Regions from separate parts of the Hordeum vulgare genome. Here region 2 is linked to region 1. The links are chromatin contacts, called in public Hi-C maps. All regions are on one chromosome and are shown on one strand. Each heading gives the region's core, a stretch centred on a gene start, on an enhancer-like site or on the middle of the called end of the contact. The rest is flanking DNA. Distances are from core to core; before and after follow the strand shown. Region 1 holds the start of LOC123444714 (probable inactive receptor kinase At5g58300). Region 2 holds the start of LOC123444715 (ubiquitin-conjugating enzyme E2-17 kDa-like).

Evidence for each region. Hi-C and Micro-C count contacts between places; a contact is called where the count stands out from the background.
Region 2: a contact with region 1 is called in a Hi-C map of leaf, with 5 times the contacts expected there. The contact joins the promoter of LOC123444715 here to the promoter of LOC123444714 in region 1. A contact is called at or near these places in 4 of 6 Hi-C or Micro-C datasets (leaf and seedling) and 1 of 1 datasets of contacts at active chromatin or transcription factors (embryo).

The regions. Positions count from the first base shown.
Region 1 is chr3H:528,068,811-528,074,716 of MorexV3_pseudomolecules_assembly, reverse strand. LOC123444714 (probable inactive receptor kinase At5g58300) reads right to left here and starts at 2,715. Exons shown (of 3, transcript XM_045121529.1): 1 at 2,387-2,715; 2 at 1-515. The coding sequence starts at 444.
Region 2 is chr3H:528,270,826-528,276,772 of MorexV3_pseudomolecules_assembly, reverse strand. LOC123444715 (ubiquitin-conjugating enzyme E2-17 kDa-like) reads right to left here and starts at 2,200. Exons shown (of 5, transcript XM_045121531.1): 1 at 2,087-2,200; 2 at 1,031-1,109; 3 at 412-539; 4 at 1-40. The coding sequence starts at 1,100.

The DNA of each region.
Region 1 (5,906 bases), core at 1,466-3,965:
GGACAGATCTAGGAATGTTAAGCTGGATGAAAGTGTAGTTGGTATGATTCCAGACAGATTATTATGCTGCAGGTAGAGGGAATGAAGGGATGGAATAGATCCTACATCAGGAGGGAGGTCAACAGTAAGGCGATTAGACCGTAGGCTCAACACCTCCAAGGCATCAAGCTTGCCAAGTGTATCCGAGGGTATCGGGCCAAAGAGTCCTACTGCAGGTAGGCGTAGTGTGTGTACACGGCTATTGTCCGGTGTGCATGTCACTCCCACCCAAGAAGTGCAGACAGGTGTCGTGGAGCTCCAGTTGAGCTTCCTGCCATGGGGCAGGGATGCAGCAAATGCAAGAAGAGCCTGCTTGTCAGAGTTCAGATCGGCACTTTCAGCATACAGGATGCATGCAAAGAGAACAGCAGCAGACAGAGATGCTGCAAGTGTAAGATGCTGCATTGTTCGGACTTGCTGGAAGCCAATAGATTTCAACTCTGTAGTCCAAGCTTTCTCATCAGCTCTTCACTCTTCTAGAATGAGAGAAAAAGAAAGGGTAAGTGAAAGTGGCCGACAAAACATCGAGGCAATAATAGATAGTACATGTAAAAAGGAAGGTCCCAAAAAAGCGGTGAACGAAGGAATTCAGAATATAAAACATGAAGCATAAACTTTGCACCTAAATACACTTTTGGCACTAACTGCCTAAGAACTAGAAAATATGCTCAAGAGATATGCAAAGTTAGAAATATGGGAGAGTTAATGGTGGATTTTCCCCCCTACTCTATCCTAAAGGGTTGTAGAGAATAATCTACCGTGGTAGCTTGTTTTCAGAAGAACTTGCAGTTGAATAAGTGAGATACTTAAACGTTCTCTTCGACCCACATACTGGCATCTGCATGTTCATGGCTTTAAAATCAATATCCCATTTTAGATCATCCAAAGACAGGTTCATCGGCAAGATAACAAATACGGAGTAGTATACATATACAGGGCTTTGACAGACCAAACTTGCATACCGGCTCTGTATTTGGTCAAATAAGCAATTGTATACCTCGTCCAACACAATAATGTTCTTGAGAGTTAAGAGCTCTCCCGTTTGTACCTACCTTAGCTATCATTAGGCTCAACCAGAAATTGCTCACTTTGCAGTGCAACTGGAATTGCAACGATCAGAACAGAAGCTGGTGCAACCGCATACGTAAGTAATAGAATAAGCCAGTAGAATGATCCAGGAGAGAAATGCTTCCATGGTGAGGCATTCTATGCAAGACACCTCACATTTGCCAACTACTACTACATAGTAAGCTCCCCTCTCATCGGCTCCATTTGTCTCTTCCTCTAGTCTCAGACTCTCAGCCATAAGACCCACCATCAAGCTGATTGCTCTGGTGGTTCTTATTGGTTTTCAACGGGGGGCAGTTGAGATAATGTGCATGTGACAACAGCATACAGCCCGTCTCATATCACTCATTGGCCTCCTTTTTATAAAGCAGAACCCAAATTGCGCACATTAGCTTAGGACTAGCAAACCATCATTTAAAAAATGGTGGACAAATGATGGCAAGAACTTGTTCAACGAGGCTCCCAGAGGAAAATTTGCTAGATTCCCTTTATGTGGAGGTAGGTGATCCACTTAAATGTACCACACCACACCACCGCAGTAGTACCAGCGTGCTCACCTAACCTTACATTACATGATCCACACCTGAATTCATGTTACCGTTGTGTTCTCAATTACTACTAGATGGTTAATACTAGAAGTGACAGCACAGGGCCACAGGCACTAAAAGGCAGGGCCTAGAGCTGGAGGTAAAGGTCTCCGATGGATGAGAGAAAGCGAGAAACGGAAGGAGAGGAAGGAAAGTAGGGTCTTTTAATCTTTTTGGAGGGGAGGTGGGGGCTGGCCGGCTGGCATAAATCAATGCAAGTGTTCATGGCTGCATCTGCATGGGCTACTACGCCGCTGGCACGGCCTACACGCATCCATACACCTGACTGTGGACCGGGTGGCGCCATGATGGTCGATAATTCTGTAGACAGAATTACAACAGCAGAGACTTATCAGTGTGTTGAAAAGAATTACCAACTCATCTAGTAGGAAAGGAATGTGATACAAGAACTAGTGCTACCCAGCTCTTGGCATTAAAACATTCTTCTCCGTATTTGGAAACAAATAAAAGCTTAACACTAGCCATCAGGCGCAAAACAAACAACGGCCAACAAACTGCATTGCGCTAATCGATTCCGTTCCTAAACCCCGGGGGGGGGGGGGGGGGCGAATCGAGCCCAGGTTCCAATCTCGGCGGGAGAGGTTTGGGCATCCGAAGGCGTCGGTGTATCCAAGAAAACAAGATAAAGAAACGGAAGGCGCCGGGCGAGGAGGGGAGAGAAGGCCGCAAACCTCTTGCCAGGCGGGAAATCGAGCGATGCGTCCTTCCGTCCCCGCGCCGACCGCCGCAAGATCCAGCCGTCCTCCGGCCGCCCACCCAGAGTCACGCGCCGATCGAGAGCGGTGGCCGGGAGGAGGAGGAGGAGTCGGCCCGATCTGCGCCGGAAGCGGCCGGCATTGCGGGGAGCAGGAGCGCCGGACCGCCGCCCGCCTTGGAGTTCGCCTCCGGCCTGGCTGGAGAGTGGAGGAGAGCGTGGCGTGGCGATCTCGCTGCGCGCCCGCGACTGAGCTGTGTACTGCCTGTGTGTGCGGGTGTGTCGGGTTACATGTGTGTGTGTGTGTGGACGGACGCTGTAGCGGTGGCTGTAGATGAGGAGGGAGCTGTGCTGTGCTGTGCTGTGCGGCACTGCGGGTCGGTGGAAACTGCGTGTGCAAATTTGGCGTGCATTTAAGAGAAGCGTCAGTTACCGGGCGCTTATTTTGCAGAGTAAAAGTTTTGGGGTTTGTTAGAGTGACGGATTTACCCCCCGAGGGAGGGTCGACGGACATCTGGAAGTCTGCCTGGTGCCTACAGGGCATGTGTGTAACAGTGTAAGCTCACATTCTTTGAGAACATAAGTAAAAAAACATTCTGGAGGTCCATTTTCTTCTCGGGGCGCACCGACGTGTAAGTAAGCATCGGCGATAGCAGCGTGGCTTTGTTTACGGCCTCCGGTCTCCGGATCCCGGTTTCAAGATCGGGGGAGCGAGGGAGGGGGGACACGGCGGTACAGGGATAGGCCCGCCGCGCAGCAGCGGCCGTGCCGCACGGCCATCTCGTGGCGCTCCGATCGACCGGTACCGAGATCCAAATCCTCTGTACAGCTGAGCTGCCCGGGAGGAGAAGCCATGAGTTGGCAATGATGCACACTATTGGACACCGAGCTGTGCCGCCTGCTCTCCTCCCAGAGACGGTACAAGAATGTTCGTAATGACTTCAGATTAACTAAGACGACATACGAGTGGTCAATTCATTGCATGTAATGATAGTAATTAGCAAATTGGCATTGATTTCTTTTGTTTTCCTCTCTGTTTTGATCATGTTAGAATTAATGGGCCTCGCCCATTTACAAATTATGAAATCTCAAATTGAGCCTATGAGTAAAATGGCAAGTGGTGGTGCTAAAGTTTAGTCCAATGCCGCTAGTTGAAAAAGAATTGGACCTTTTTATATAGTGAGTTCTTCCCACCACACTAAGTGTGTGTTCAAAAGAGAAAGGAGAAGACCACACACGCGCGCTCTCCTTGCCTAGTCGGGGCGGGCGGGGCAGGGTGCGCGAGAATGGTCCGCTGAATTTCGGTCCGTTGCCTTACGGGAGCACGACTTTCTTTTGCCGTTTTATTTTTCTGTCTTGGCAGACAAGTTGAGAATTTCTTGTCCGGTAAGTATACGACTTGGAAACCAAGTCGGTTTGAGACGTGATTGCGACACGATACCGACCTTGTTTCTCATATATATACTGCTTACCGTGGTCGGCCAAAGACACACCAAAAACATCTACGATTTTGCCTCATCTCACAACTTGCGCCGCCGTCGTAGTTTACCTCATCGCGAGCGCCGACGTGCATCTGCGTGCGAGAGAGCAGGTCTTCGGAACCGTTCATCTTTGCGATCCTGCACCGGGAGAGGACGAATTAGGTTTTTTGGGAAGCACTTTGCGCGACTGCTCAAAGTCTTTAGCACGGGTCGTCTACCGTCCAAGTCGGGCGGTGCTACTCATCGTCGTCCTTATCGCCATCAACAAAGGATCGTCGCCAGCATCATCATCAACACAGTCGCTCGTGCTTCAACTAAAGAACAGTATGTTACTCGTAATCTCTTAATGTTCTTCGTTGTAGTTGCTGCTTCTTGCGCGGTGATGTTGTGCATGTTCGGTTGCTCTACTAGATTGCTAGAGTATTGCATGATATGTTCTGTTTTAGTCATGAATTATTTATTGGAGTTAATCAGGAACTTGCCTAATCTTCCAACAATCCAAAAACCTAATTGTAGGCAATTTTCTGAGTTAAGTATGGCTGGATTTGCTGATGCTCTGAGGCCGTATAAGTTTACCATTGTGAACTTTAAGAGGTGGGAAGTGAGATCCACGCTTTGGCTTACTCCTCTGAAAGTTTTTCATGTTAGTGCTGGCATGCTAGAGGGAGCTTATGATGAAGATTGGAGAAAGTTCCAGGAAGCCAACACTATGTTTGTGGGATGCGTTTTTAGTGCTCTTGCTGACTGTCTATGTGATGTGTACATGCACATATAAGATGGAAAGACACTGTGGGATGCACTGTAAGCTAAGTTCGGTGCGATAGATGCAGGCAGTGAACTATACATCATGGAGAATTTTCACGACTACAAGATGGTAAATAACTGTTATGTGGTTGAACAAGCTCATGAGATACAATGTATTGTAAAGGAACTGGAACTCCTTAAGTGTGATCTACCCGATAAATTTGTGGTTGGGTGCATGATTGCAAAGTTGCCTCCTTCATGGAGAAACTTCGCCACTTCAGTGAAACATAAGAGACATGAGATATCAGTTGAAAATGTGATTGCATCTCTTGATATTGAAGAGAAATCTCGGGCTAAAGACACTACTGAGAAAGGAGGTGGGGTTCACTGCCAACATGGTACAAAGGTTCCCACAGAACAGGAACAAAGGAAAGAACAAGCCTGTTTTCAACAAGCCTATAAAGACTACTACCTTCAAGAAGAAGTTCAAAAAGGCTGAGCTAGAGTACTACGCGTGTGGAAAGCTCGGACACTTTTCCAAGGAATGCTCAAAACGTGCAGACCACGGAGGGAAAACAAGCTCCAAGACTATCAACATGGTGACCGCTAGCAATACTGATGGGTATCGTAATTTACCTATTGTGCTTTCAGTACTTCAATCATCTTCATGGTGGATTGATTCAGGTGCTAACGTTCATGTGTGTGTTGACATCTCTTTGTTTACTTCTCATCAGGTCGCAAGGGATTCTTCCGTCCTAATGGGGAACGGGTCGCATGCTTCTGTTCGTGGCATTGGCATGGTGGATCTGAAGTTTACTTCGGGAAAGATCGTGCAACTAAGGAACGTGCAGCATGTCCATACTATGAACAAGAATCTAGTTAGCGGCTCCCTTCTATGTCGAGATGGGTTTAAGGTAGTTTTAGAGTCAAATAAAGTAATCGTGTCGAGATTTGGACAATTTATAGGAAAAGGCTATGAGTGCGGAGGCTTGTTCCGCTTTTCCCTTTCAAATTTTTGCAATAAGTCAGTAAACCAAAATTGTGCTAGTATTAATGATGATACAAGTGTTTGGCATTCTCGTTTATGTCATATTAATTTTGGTTTAATATCTCGGCTATCTAGTATGAGTTTAATTCCTAATTTCATGCTTGCCAAAGGTTCTAAGTGCCATAGTTGTGTGCAATTGAAGCAACCTCGAAGGCCTCACACGGCTACCTAGGAGAGAAACTTGGCACCTCTAGAACTCATACATTCTGATCTATGTGAGATGA
Region 2 (5,947 bases), core at 951-3,450, 200 kb before region 1:
TATTGATGTTCGGATGGAAGACCTTTGTCTTGAACGATACCTGAAGGAAGAGACACTTTAGAACAGTACAAGGAGGAAAAGAGAAGATTAAAAAAACAAGTAGGGCCACAAAGTTGACCCTGTCATAGAATGGGGTGATAAAAGAAAAGATAGATTCAGAAACAGAATATTTTTCTAAAAAAGAAGAGGTGATATAATAACGATTTCTGTAAAAACATTGAGATATAAAAAGATATAGTTGGTCCTTAATGTCAAAATGTAGGGATGAACATAAATCAGACAAGCTAACACTGAAACATCAATGGAACATGAAGAGGGTAGACATACTGACAGTTTGACAAGATTCATGTTCCAATAAAGATGGCAAAGATGCAAGGAAATTTGTTTGGCTCAACATTGTTCAGCACTAACCTTCGGAGGCTTGAAGGGGTAGTCCGGGGGGAAATGGATATTCACCAAGAAAACACCTCCAGCATAGGGACTATCAGGAGGGCCCATGATGGTTGCCTGCCAATGGAACATATCCTCGCCAGAAGGACCTAAATAAAAAGGAACCTATAATAAATCACTACAATCATTTGTGCAAACAAGGGAGTAAGCACCAAGCAGCAGCACGACATAATCCTGATTATAGAACTGATGGTCAATTGTAGTGGTTGTTGATGACTGTTCATCAGTTACTAAGTTGGAATATACAGAGTACTTAGGAAGACTCTATGCAAGATACCTTTCTTAAATAAAAACATCAATTTAGCTAGTCAACCGTAAAAGGACACTGACAGACAGAAACTGGCATAGTGATACAATCTCTTTGGGCAAGAACAGTGAATGAAACTGTGTGTTATAGTTCAATTTCCTGGATAAGTGACTGAGCAAAATGAAAAGTATATTAGGAAATAATCCAATTTATCAATGGGCCGACGCCATAAAAACTTCCGGTGATAGTTCACATGACCATAGCATATCAACGCTGCTAAGATACACACAACATGGATATTAGTCATCAGTGAATTATATATCTGGCTCGTACCTGCACTGCATGATGTCGGAGGATCTTTCTGCAAGTCCTTGAGTTCCTTCAGGATACGTTTTGAAGCCATGATAAGCTCCTGCTTTGAGTTACATTTGCATGTTTATGAGACTCAAGAATAAGTTACTAACTCTAGAGTTTAAACATATTTTCGTTCACCACATACTGCAATAAGTTGGCAGCATAAGAATAATAAAAAGCAAAAGATACAACAATACGGGTTTATTGCTTCAAAGTATTTAGCCTGGCGCTGAAGTAACTTCACTACTTACTCGTATATATTTGTCCAAAGTAATCTAGAACACGAAGCTTCGATTAAGTAATGATTCGTTAACCTTAACATATTTGTTCCATCACACCAACACAACCAAGTTATCTTAAAGGTGGCAAAATCAAACAAACTGGTGCAAGACTCATACTGGGATAAATAAATAAAAATTAATGCGGTTATCAAATTAACATTAACAGATAACGATCTGTAGAAATCATCTGGCTGCTAAGCTACATTAACAAGCAAGGCATATCCCACCAGATCAATCCCACAGGTTCACAAATCCATCCGACCATACAACAGATCACTGACAAGCAACGACGCCTTCCACGCGCAGAAAAAAAAAAAACAAGTCGCACTTTTTTTGAATCGATCGAGACTTACAAATTCCCAGTCGATTGAGACCTAGCAAAAACCGTTTAGCCTACACGACAAGAGGAACAACAAAACACGACGATTGGTTCTAACGAATCACGTCACGCAACAGATCGACGATGACGACCCAGCGGGTTGAGCGAACACGCATCGAATCGACGGGCCGGTGGGCGAATCGCCACCGGCGCGCAACAAATCTAACGCGCAGCACAGGCCCTGCCGCAGGCGGCGCGGCGACGCCGGGCGCCGGGCCACGGATCTACCACAAAACAAAAGATAAATCCAGACACGGCCAACGGAATCGGGGGATAAATTACGCGAAGGCCGGGACGGGGGCGGATCGGGATCGGGACACGGAGCTACTTGCGCCGATCTGACGGAATCGAAGGAGGAGGCGGAGGGAGGGGTACCTTTTCTTCGCAGCGGCCACGAGAGGTCGGGGATGGAGAGAGAGGCCCTCGCTCCTTTTCCGCTCGGGGTGTGTTTTGCTCCCTCTGTTTTGTTGGCACCCGAACCCGATACAGGGCGTTATATTTTCCTTGCTGAAATAATTACGGCAAGGAAATCTAGCAGCGGACGAGGCGTCGGAATACGGTTCTCTGGTGTGAAGGCGATGTCGACACAGTGATGAGTGCCCAACGGGGAATTTCGGCGGTCCAAGTTAGGCGTGTTGAACGGGTCCAAATTATTCAACTATGGAACCTTACTACCGGTGCATATAAACCATTCAAAAGATGGGGATGCGGTTTTTCTTTTCTTTTTCTCTTTAAGATATACTAGCAAAAGGGCCCGTGCGTTGCAACGGGAGAAAAAAATACCACACACTTTTAATCTTTTTATAATCATTTTCATTTATTAAAATAATAAGTTAACTAACTAATGTAGTCAGTCCTATCCTATTTTGTTGAGAAATCAACCCATCCATTGTTAATTCCACCATGATGAGAAATTGAGCGGGACAAGCAAAGCAAAACAAAGCGGCTACGTGAATTGATCAACGGATTGCTATCTTATTTCACTCATGGGATAGAGAATGTGGGATCAGATGACAAACTGAAGGTGGTGTTCCATTCTCTGTCTGTACAACAATACAATCTTACATTCAATACATTCATTCATCAGCAAACAAATCCCCACAAAATAAAATTTCTTGCCGGTGCTTGGCACACTGTTGGAGGCATGAGGAGGGGATCTCACCAGATGATGAGTTCCTGCCGGAGGAGGGGATACGATGAGGGGAGCAAGGGTTAGGCGCCTCTATCTGGCCATAAGGAGTCGCCGTTGCCGCGCCATAACCTCGGAGTTCCCCGTGTGAGCCATGGAGGCCCGCCTCCACCTGCAAGTACTTCCCTCCGTCGTTCTGCATCGAGCAGACGCATCATCCCCAGTCACTGTAGATGTCGCGTTGATTTGATCCAGAAGCTGTGCTCGAGCGTCGAAACGGGGGTAGCAAGCGGGCAGAGGTACGGCCTTGGAGGCGGGTGGGTTGAGATCGACAACAGTGGTGGTTGAGGTCGGCCGCGGCAGCGAGTGGTGTGGCAGCGGCCTGGGCACACGTCAGGGTGGACCAGGGTCGACGCGATGCGCTCGAGCGCCGCAACGGGGGCAGTGAGCGGGGAGAGGTACGGCCGCGGAGGCGGGTGGGTTGAGATCGGCAGCGGTGGCAGTTGAGGTCGGCCGCGGCGGCGAGTGGTGTGGCGGCGGCCTGGGCACAGTCCGGGGTGGCCCAGGGTCAACGGGAGGAGGCGATGCGTACGGGTATAATTTTTGCAGCGAATCGTTTTTCCTTTTGCGTTGCAGATAAATGATGGAGCGCGGGTTGAATAACAAAAATTACAACGGGAGAAAGAAATACCACACGGCACACGCTCTTAATTTATAAAAAATGTCTATAATTTAAGAATTTATAGTTACGATACAAATAAAGATGGTCTTATCCTACAAAAATGCAGTTCAAAATTTCACAGGTCTTCTATTTTAACACGGCTTGCATGTAGATTTAATACGTACAAAGAATTAGTCAAGTGACCTTCAGTTTCATCTCTAATCCTGATTTTGTTGACGTGCTCATTCCTAACCCGGATGAGTACCGGTATGAAAGAAAGACGAATAATGACTTATTTATTAAGATTGCACCCTAGATAGTATTTTTATTAAACGTTTAACAGATAAAATAATATCATATTTAAATTCTACATATTTTTCTAATCAAATTCCATGTATAATATGTTAAATTTGGAGTTACGGTTTAAAAGATATGAGTATTTTAAAAAATATTTAATATATACTACGAGTTTAATGTCATAAACAGTAAGGACATTTTTGTAAAATCAGCTCGGTGGGTTTTCCGACGAAAGCGATAGCCTCTTTATTATTAGGTAAAGATATAAACCATTCAAAAAAGCTAAGACAACTAAAGTTTCAGTACAACAGAAAGAACTTCACGCCAAAGCTGTTGATTACCAAAGACAGCCTCATCAAGTTGCTGACTGTACCCCTTTTAATAGCGATCAACATAATAGTAGTATCAATTCTGAAATGAGCTACATCGGCAAAAGAAGAACAAAAAGAAAAAAAAATCATCCTTCCATCCTTTTGCATGATGTTGTAACTCCAGCAGACGTGGGGCGTTGTCGCTCCAGCAGACGCTGCAAAATGCAGGCGCGCTATATTTACAACGCCGCGCTTAACCCAAACAATATTTCTCACCAAAATAAAATAAATTAATAATAAATAGTCCAACTATTATTGCAACTCAAATAAATAGTTTATTTTCAGTACAACAAATAGTTCAACAATATTACATGAGACATACAACATCAAATTAATTTAACGGTCATGCCATGCCCACCTCTTCATGATTAGATCCTTCTGAAGATCATCATGCGTTTCGACACGTTGAATGACATTGATAGAAGGCAATAAATCGTGTTTATCCTCGCAGCCGTCCTTCGCACTCGCACGGGATTTCACAATAACTCATACTGAGAATAGCTTAAATCATGCCCACGCTCATTCTCGATGATCATGTTATGCATTATAACGCAAGCGTTCATGATGTACCGACAGATATCTTGATCCCAAAATCTAGCCGGTCCTCTCACAATAGCAAATTAGGCTTGCAAAATTCCAAAAGCTCTCTCCACATCTTTTCTAGCCGCCGAATGAGCATTATGGAAATCAAGATTTTTCTTACCTTGCGGTGTCGTCATCGGCTTCACAAATGTTTGTCACCTGGGGTAGATGTTATCCGTAAGATAGTAGACATAGTTGTTGTTGAGTAAATAGGCAATTTTCCGAGTAGATTAATTCATGAAATAATTACTAACATGGCATTGACTAGATTCATGACATACTGATCACACAGCATAGTAGCAAGTACTACGCATATAGGATAAACATCTACGCATATAGCTAGTACTGCTAGGGCAGAAGTAAACAGGAGCGGGATAAACAGGTTATCCCTCCGATTGGCCACTTGGTCGTAACAGCAGCGTTGGCGGCGGCAGCATCCTCTGCCTTCTTCTTCTCGGCTTCGGCCTTCTCGAGGAGGAGACAGTTGGCTTCGCTTGGTTCAGCCATGGCGATGATGAGGACGACGCGGACATAGACGAAGCAGACGAACGGAGGCGAGTAGCCGCGTGATCACTCCCCAAAAACCTAATCGCCCCTCTCCCATACAAGAACCAGAGAGGCGGGGTTTCGGAGGCCTGCTCTCCCGTCGACCGTGTACGCGGTGAACGGGACGGAGTCGCCGGCGGCAGCAGCAGCAAAGGAACGAGCGCGTGAGGCAGAGGTGATCTGATCTCGTGACGGCTAAAAATAAGCGCGTAGGTATGAGCTCGACTCGGCTCATTCCCGCAAACCGCGTCGTGGCGTGGCGGGCGGCGGAGGAGTAATGCGCGAGGGCCTCTTCTCTTCTCACTCTCCAATAGAATGTAGAAGAGAGACCCTTATAAAGGAGTCCAACTTCTTCTCCACTCGCGGGGTGGGACTAAACTTCCCACCACCACCTTGTCATGCCACCACCTACATGGGCCCTTGGAGATTTCCGAAATTCTCTTATGGGTCTAAAGCCCACCAATAATTTCCAACAATCCCCCACCAGATCTCAAGGGCACATCATGTTCCCTCGTTCCAACCACTGTTTTAATATACCGGCATTTCAGTGAAGACCTGTTAAGGTTGAGCTTCACCTAGAACAAGTAGCTACACCCCTTTACAACTGAACAATAGACTATGCCTTGAATTGTCAGTTTGGCGTAAAGAAG